Linked DNA regions of Gossypium hirsutum: region 1 is linked to region 2. Evidence: chromatin contacts called from public Hi-C data. All regions are on one chromosome and are shown on one strand. The core of a region is the stretch at or near the end of the contact, and the rest is flanking DNA. Distances in the headings are between cores, read along the strand shown.

The links. Hi-C and Micro-C count contacts between places; a contact is called where the count stands out from the background.
Region 1: a contact with region 2 is called in a Hi-C map of leaf, with 2.2 times the contacts expected there. The contact joins the promoter of LOC107909695 here to the promoter of LOC107909701 in region 2. A contact is called at or near these places in 2 of 34 Hi-C or Micro-C datasets (both in leaf).

What each region holds. Positions count from the first base shown.
Region 1 is chrD02:60,439,717-60,444,185 of Gossypium_hirsutum_v2.1, reverse strand. LOC107909695 (glutamate--glyoxylate aminotransferase 2) reads left to right here and starts at 1,525. Exons shown (of 14, transcript XM_016837320.2): 1 at 1,525-2,036; 2 at 2,588-2,756; 3 at 3,450-3,515; 4 at 3,626-3,743; 5 at 4,218-4,299; 6 at 4,410-4,469. The coding sequence starts at 2,640. It also overlaps the pseudogene LOC107907866.
Region 2 is chrD02:60,150,236-60,154,696 of Gossypium_hirsutum_v2.1, reverse strand. LOC107909701 (60S ribosomal protein L27a-3) reads right to left here and starts at 1,558. Exons shown (of 1, transcript XM_041088917.1): 1 at 919-1,558. The coding sequence starts at 1,476. The coding sequence ends at 1,036. It also overlaps the pseudogene LOC107907867.

The DNA.
Region 1 (4,469 bases), core at 276-2,775, 290 kb before region 2:
GTTCATTCTGGTTTAGTAGTGAAGGTTAGCACTTCATGTTAAATTAAAAAATGATTTGGTAATGGAGTAAAAGAATAAATTTGGACTTTTCCTTTATGATATTCAAGATATATTGATTCAATTTAAATTCTGAAAAAATCAACGAGTAATCCAAACAAAACACTTAAATGTTTGAGACAGCTGTTATTTAAGGGTGAAGAAGGTGCCCTCTCAATGACAACTAGGTTGCGATCAGCAAGGAAAGGACTTCCTGTGAACCATTGTTCTGGTTTTCGTTCAGTAGGCATAGAATCAGCTTGTGAAGTGGATGGTTCGTATTTAGCTTTGTATTGTTTAATCCATTTCAAAAGCTCTCTGGATATCCAATGGAAATAAGATTATTTGCAGAATTTTAATGCCAACCAATATCCTAACGTTGCAGGTGTATCACGTCAGAGTTTCAGGCTTGAGGTTAATGCAATGGACTATGGTTTTGAACCAACTGATACTCCAAGAACCAATAGATCGGTAAAATTCGAAAATCCTTTTCTATATATCCCCTTCCAACCAACCACCAGAAAGGGTGGAGATGAAACTCCTCTTTGCCTCAGTCTCTTTTGTTTGTTATTTTTGAAAACCTGTTGTCAAATGACCATGTTTGCTATAATATATCAGGTATCGAAGAATATCGAGTTGGGTTTGGCAGCTCTTCGAGGTGAAAAAGGGCCGGCATATGACCGGATTGTTTTGAATGCTGGAATTGTGGATCATTTACTAGGATGTGATGGTGCAGAAGACGAGTCCTTAGCTTTGGAAAGAGCCAAAGAAGCCATTGACAGTGGTAAGGCCCATAAGAGGCTCCTAAATTATATAAAGATGTCGCACAAAGTAAAATAATGAACTTGTATGAAGCACTGCCTGCTTCTCTCTCGCAGTTTTTTGGTCTTTTTCTTAATTAGAGGAGAGAAAGTGGTCTTTTACAGATATCTTTTTTATTTCTGTTTTTTGATAGCATTAAAATTTTGTACCATCTAAAAATTAGTTGCAAATCCAATGTCATTGATTAATTGTTTTTTTCTATATATTTACTATCCTCAAAAGTAATTCTCTTAAAAGAAAGTTTTGAGTTTAGGTAAAATATTTATATATATTATAAATAGAATATATTCATTCATTGTCTTTTTTATTTATTTATACAATATTAGGAATGGGGATGAGATAACACGATTTGAACCCATACCAAATGAACATCCGGTTAACTACTATTTTATACGAGTCAAGATCATCACTTCGTACAAATCAAAATTTATTCATTTATTGTTAATCAATTAAGCTTATTGATTTTGTTATTCCTAATTCGTCTCATCAAATTATATCAATGACTGAGTGTTATGATTATATTGATATCCGTTCATTCCGGGTGAAGTTCCTAGAGCAGCAACATTATCACCAATGAAAAAGGCATTCGCCATCCATCTTAAGACATTTAGCTTTTAATTTTGTCTCTATGCTCAATATAAAAATAAATAAACAACAATGATTGACGTTCTCTAATATTCATAATAATTCATTCATGAAAGTTGACCAAATTACCCTACTACCATTTGCCATAAGATGAGAAAATTCCTCTAAAGAATGGAACATGAACCACACTTGGGAGTTGGTGAGAGCGACCAATGTTGAACATGAGTCCAAAGAAGATGTGAGGGAGTCCCCAAAGGGTTCATTATCTACCAATAACTCACAGTTTGAAGCTACACCACACCTCCTCGATCAATTTTATCCTTTGTGTTTTGATCTTTTTAAGATAAAACACAACATCCCCACATTTTCAAAATAAATCCCTTTTTTCAGTGGCTCTGCTGCTGCCACTGCTTTCAAATCCTTACACATTGCCACATCTTTATATATATCAATTCTTTATTTGTATATATTGCCTTTCCCTGACATGAAAAAGTCTCTGACACTTGCAACACAATAAACTACACATAAAATCTGTGCCTGCCCTTTTCTCTGCACACCTCGGGATATCAGTTTCAACTCCACTCATCCCACGGGTTAGCCTCGTTTAAGGAGTTTTTTTCTGTTCTGCACTTCCCTGTTTAGTTTAAGGTTGAACTGTTTGGATTTTCTGGTAATTCATAATTAATTGAGTTTAGGTCCTGAATTTTACGGATTCTTGGTTTTGGGTATAAGGTAACCGTGTGATTTTGTTGATAGACTATTGATTATTGACTGTTTTCAAACTTCTAAATGCATTTCTATGCCTGGATTTTCTAGTATTCTGGCTTGGCTCCTTATTCACTGATAATTGCATTGATCGCATCGCAAGAAGCTCTCTTTCACTTTATGATTTTCCTTTTAATCCTTTTCATTAATGCATGTTTTCCTATCATATGAACCTTAGAGCCGATGTTTTTTTTTCTTTTCAAATGTTTAGACCCGATTTTAAGATTTAGGATTAGAGCGAATTTATAGTGATTATATTATAACGTTCGAACTGTTTTGCTGATTGTTACTCTCGTATCGGAACTGGAAAGCCAACTAATAAACTTATATGCAAAACCAAAATGTTAAATTGGACTTATGCTTTGTAGTTCTTTTACAGGTTGAGTACCGAGTCCATATATCGTTAAGTTCAAGGAAGGAACTTGGGCATCATGGGTCTTAAGGCATTAGACTATGAGACAATGAATGAAAACGTGAAGAAAGTTCAATATGCAGTTAGAGGTGAGTTGTATCTTCGAGCTTCTGAGCTTCAGAAGGAAGGGAAGAAGGTATGTTTTTCCTGCTTTCTTCTTATTTTATTTCAGCATGCAGCTCTGCTTCGTATGCTGAATTCGCAGAGTTTTATATGTTGGTGCTTTTAGCTTTTGCTATCAACAGAGAATGTGTAAATGCCTATTTCCTACATATTCTTCGTTGGGGTATTTAAGACCATACTGTTGTTCTTAGATATTTTTGAAAAATTATCATTATTAGTATAATCACAGTTTGAGCTAGACTTAGAGTACTTATTTACCATTCAAGTACATGCAGCTTGTACTTATGATATCTTTTTATTATTTCTTTCTTTATTTTTTTAATTGTAACTTATTTAGTGCCTTTTGAGTATTAAGTGATTGGACTACTAGTTTCCTAGATAAATGCCTGCCTTGATTCTATTTTCATCTTTTGTCCTAAAGCTTCTCAAGGAGGGATTCCTTGTGTCAAACACAATTAAAATGTCTACATGAACCTCTTTGCAGTATATGAAATCCACTGTTTGCTGGGGGAGCATGCACTTCCATGTATCTAGTGCTTCTCTATAAGAATCAATTTCAGAATTTATATGTTTTGGTGTTTTGGTTGATTATTTTGCATGTCATTATTGAGTGGAGCTCCAAAAACATGGCACTATTAGATTTTTTATTAAAAAAATAATGTGGATATGTTAATTTGTTTAGCTGCTTTTATTTTTATGTATGCAGATTATTTTCACAAATGTTGGCAATCCTCAAGCTCTTGGACAGAAGCCACTGACTTTCCCTCGTCAGGTATATGTATCAGTTCTATGTTTTTAAGTTTTCATCTGTTGGAATTATTCTGTGTTGCTCATTCAGTTATTAATAGCATGTATTGAACCAACTAATCTGTGCTACTGCAGGTGGTTGCTTTGTGCCAAGCTCCATTTCTGCTAGATGATCCTAATGTAGGACTTATATTTCCTGCTGATGCCATTGCAAGAGCAAAACATTATCTTTCGTTGACTTCTGGTGGTCTAGGTATATCATTGTGTTATTTATACGAAAATTGTTGTTAAACCACCTGAAATACCTCCTGTTTGTTTAATGACTTGCATTTTATTTTCTTCAGTCTACATGTTAAATAATCTACTAATTTTTTAGTCATATATCTCTTCAGTATTTGAGATTGCCAAGGTTTTCGTTCCTGTTCACTGTAACTTAGAGTCCCAACATTCTACCAATAAACCGCATCACAATTGGCAATTTTTATCTTGTCATTTATTTGAAGTATTTTTATATTCTGCTGAATGTTGTTATTTTAAATAAGTACTAATAATACATTTTAATTAACCCTTTCTTTCATATACCTTAGTCTTCAATTTTAGTTAGTACTACAAGTATTTTACTGTAGCTGATCCATGAACAGTGCCAAATGGTTTTCAGAATTTTAAGGAATTCGAACATGATCTACAATACAAATAACATTTGTTTGTTCCTTCACCATACATCTAGGTGCATATAGTGATTCCAGAGGTATTCCAGGCGTTAGGAAGGAGGTTGCTGAATTCATTGAGAGGCGTGATGGGTATCCTAGGTGATAATCTAGATACTATCACTCCTAATATCACCTTTCTTACAAAAGAATTCCTTTTTTGTTCCAAAGTTGTGAGCTTAGTGGTTCTTTGCTTCTTTTACCAATTGCAGTGACCCAGAGCTCATATTTCTCACTGACGGTGCCAGCAAAGGTGTGATGCAGATCTTGAA
Region 2 (4,461 bases), core at 309-2,808:
GTTAATAAACTAAGTCAATACATGAATTCACCTAGTGAGGTTCATTGGAAAACAGTTAAACGAGTTCTTAAATACCTAGCTGGAACCATGGAACATGGGATATTTTTCTCCAAAGGACAGTTTAAACTGGTGTGTTACTCAGATGCTGACTAGGCCTCTTCAGTTGAAGGCAGGCGTTCTACCACAGGTTATGTTATCTACCTAGGGCCAAACCCAATAGCTTGGTGCTCCAAGAAGCAAGCTGTTATGTCCAGGTCGTCTTCAGAAGCTGAATACCGCAGCCTGGCAAACTGTGTATCCGAGCTCGTGTGGGTTCGACCGCTACTAGAAGAGATAGGGGTTCATATAGAATAGCCACCAATTGTCTGGTGTGATAACACGTCTATAGTGTCTATGTCTGCTAATCCAACGCATCATGCAAGAGTTAAGCATGTTGAAATAGACTATCACTTTGTCTATGAGAAAGTGGTTGATGGCTCACTACAAGTCAACTATGTTCCATCATCTAGTCATATTACAAATGCTCTTGCTAAACCTATTGCTCCCAAGAAGTTTGCAGGTTTTCGAGAGGCACTTCAAGTTACAAAAAAAGATATAGTGACTGAGTTTAAGGAAATTAAAAGACCAGGAGAATGTTAGAGTAATAAAAGATAGTTGGTTAGTCGATAAGCTGTTAAGCCAGCAGTTAGTCAACAGTTAGTTGGTTAAGAAAGTTAACAGTCTATAGTCTTTGTATAAATACATGAGTTGATCTTCCATTGCAACACAAGTTGATAATATTCATCAATATCTATTATCTGTATAATTCAACACTGACGATAGAGATAGCACGAACAGCTAATAGCAATCTCATTAAAGTATCAAGAATTTCCCCATCTTAACTTAAATCAAGCAAATGCAACAGAGCAAAACACGAGAAAATAAACACCATACCATATATTGTTGAAGCAAAATTAAGAATGTTATTGTAAAATCTCATTTCAAAAATTAAGTCCTAGATGATAATATAAGAGAACAAAAAGCAAAAACCCTAACCTAGGCAGTGAGAACAACCGTCCCATCAGCCTCCTTAATCTTCTTCTCAGCAGTCTTAGACACTAACTTAGCCTTAACCACCATTGGTTGATTCTGGGGCAGCACACCTTTTCCCAAGACCTTAAAGTACCCAAACTGGGCCACGTCGATCATCGGCGCCGAATCCTTGTTGGCCTTTGCCTTCACGTCTTGTGGGACGAGAGACCAGAGCTTGTCGATGTTGACGATGGGGCAGTAAAACTTGTTGCGGAGTTTGTGGAAGTACCTCATACCCACTTTCCTGAAATACCCAGGGTGGTACTTTTCGAAGAGGATCCGGTGGTAGTGTATACCTCCGGCGTTTCCTCGACCCCCCGGATGCTTGCGGTGCTTGCCCATACGGCCATGACCGGCGCTCACGTGGCCGCGCTTCTTACTGTTCTTCTTGAAACAGGTTGTCATTGTTAGACACTTGGATTGAACGGGACTTCTGTAAGCGCGGCTGATAGATGAGAAAAATGAAAATAGGTTTTTGTCAGTTTTTATTGTGTGGTGGACAATGGTTTTTTTGCATTTTAGGGCTTTGTGATTTGATGGATCTAAACAGGGGTTGGCCCTTATCACGTTGGGCTTAAAGGGTGCAAAATTGATTTGGATCTTAGAATTGTGATTTTTTTTTATTTGGGAAAATATATAGATAAATTTAGCATAGGAGATATTTTGATTTGGGTTGGGCCTTAAGGCTAGTTTCACACTTACTCGGCTAATGTGTTCACTACTAATTTAAGTAAACTAAATCATGTTTCTTTTGCTTTGTTGAAAGGGTTGTAACAAACAAATAATTACAGTTTTTAAGGTAGCGTTGCAGCCTACAAATTGCCTCGCGATACCATGACAATCAACTGAACACGTCGTTGCATTAGCCATGTGGATTTCAACACGCTCACTTCTGGTGTACATTTAAGAGCAGGAAAATGAAAGCCCTCTCTTTGCTGAACCTCAAAGTTACAGCCTTGCCTCCCTTCACGGCAACAGTTTTATTTTCAAAGTTACAACTATGGTTGCATTGAGAAATTTTGGTTATTGTTTTATAGTCATCTTATTCTTCACTCACTGCTGTATGTATTGTTTCAGCTTCGCCTCAAATGAACACTTAAATCCCTGTGGTACCAAGCAAGAAATTAACCTTATGCCTCACTCACTTCATGCATTTCTCATGCTCAAGGGTAGACGGTAATAATACTAGAAAATAAAGAAAACTCGATCAAAGTATCGTCTTCAAAATAATTTTATCCTACAAAGTTTAGATCCCAAGATACCAATTACAAAATATGATGGTCACCAAGTGAATTACCAATTTATGGTCCATAATAAATGTCTATTTCTTTCCCTTCTGCATCCATGAACTTTAACATAACTTCTTGAATACGTAGGACCACATTAAGCAATGGCACCACATATAACACACCATTCCCAGATTAGTAAATTGCTAATGTCAATGAAGCAGGGCAGCTAAGACATATGCTTTTCGTACTTTCATTTTGGTCTGCAACACCTATTAATAAGCTGGGTTTCAGCATGGAAAATGGGGAATGGCTCAACTAGGGGTATAATCGAACCGAGCTAAGCCCAAATACTGCCAAGCTTGGCTCAAGATATAATCGAGCTCGATTAAGCTCCTTTACCAATTTCTGAATTTGAGCTCAAGCTCAACTCATTAATTAAGTTTAGGGTTAATAATTATATTAAGGATAATAGCATAATTTAATAATATAAAATTATGAAAAGCTCAATAAAACTTACGATCCGTTCAAGTCAAGTATTACTACGCTCGAATTCGGCTCGACGGAGAGCTCGACTCAATAATTACTAAAGCAAGTTCAAAGTTTTTTCGAGTTGAACTCGAGTAACTTATGAGCACCAACTGATTGCATCTTAGACCATTAAAATTTATTCCAAAATTCACCAACACAAAAGAGAGCTATCACTAGTCCCCCCATAAAATTCATCATAAATTCCATGCCAAAGTTTTGAACCGCTTCAAACTATGCAGGAAAACCTTAATCGCATACATCACATACAACAAGCCATTGCATCCGGGGCTAATAAGTTTTCAACGTAAGTCTATGTCTACCAAAATCCATGGTATGCAACAAAACACAACAAGATGAACTACATATCTCAAAACTTATCACATATAATATCTATAATTGGGCCAAAATTACGGATGTTAATGCAAAATCTGATTTCAAAATAAGTCCAAGATAATGATATAACAGAGATGTCATTCAGATCTAAAACCAAAAGACCTAACCTAAGCGGTGAGCACAACCACACCACCAGCCTCTTTAATCTTCTTCTCAGCAGTCTAGGACACCAACTTAGCCTTAACCACGACCGGTTGATTCTCGGGCAACACACCTTTCCTCAGGACCTTAAAATACCCGAATCGGGTCACGTCGATCATCGACGCCGAATCGTTGTTGGCCTTTGCCTTCACGTCTTGTGGGACGAGAGACCAGAGCTTGTCGATGTTGACGATGGGGCAGTAAAACTTGTTGCGGAGTTTGTGGAAGTACCTCATACCCACTTTCTCGAAATACCCAGGGTGGTACTTGTCGAAGAGGATCCGGTGTGGTGCATACCTCCGGCATTTCCTCGACCCCCGGGTGCTTGCGGTGCTTGCCGATACGGCTATGACTGACGCTCACGTGGAATGTTTAGTTATTTTTATTTTATTTTATTTTATTTTATTTTACTTTGGATTTTTATAACTCTAATTTTCTTCTTTCATTACAATTTTTTAACACGGATTTTAATATTCTTATGAAATTGAGGATTTTGTGAAAACCATAACATATTTTAGGTATATGGTCCCTTTTAAATTATTTTTGTCATTAAGAGTCAAACTAATCTCAACACTAATTAAAAGTAAATTTTGAACATATTTTTTAATAAAATAAAGAAACTCCAAATAAATGTAACCATTAATGATATTAAATTCAATAACATTTGTCACATGTTAGTCATGTGTTAGTTATTTTTGTGCTCTCATAAAAAAAAACTAACGTACTTTAGTATTTTGGGATAATTTTTATAATATTGATAAATTTAGGTATTAAATTAGACCACAAAAAGCTTAAGTAATAAATTATTTGAAAAAAAATCATTTTCATGTAATATTGGGCAAAAAAAGGTTATGTACCAAGTAAAGGTCAAAAAATCCATGTACTTAGGCATAATTTGAAATTCAATTTCAATTAAAATTTATCAATTTTGCTAGTTGATTAGGCTACCATAATATAGTCATATGATTGACAGAAATAAACATATCAAATTGATAAAAATTGGTGAAAATGATTTATTGTGTTAATAATTGGATTAGGATTTTAAAATTGAAAAAGTAAGAATACTTAGTTTTTAACTTTTTAAGCACAAGGACTAAAT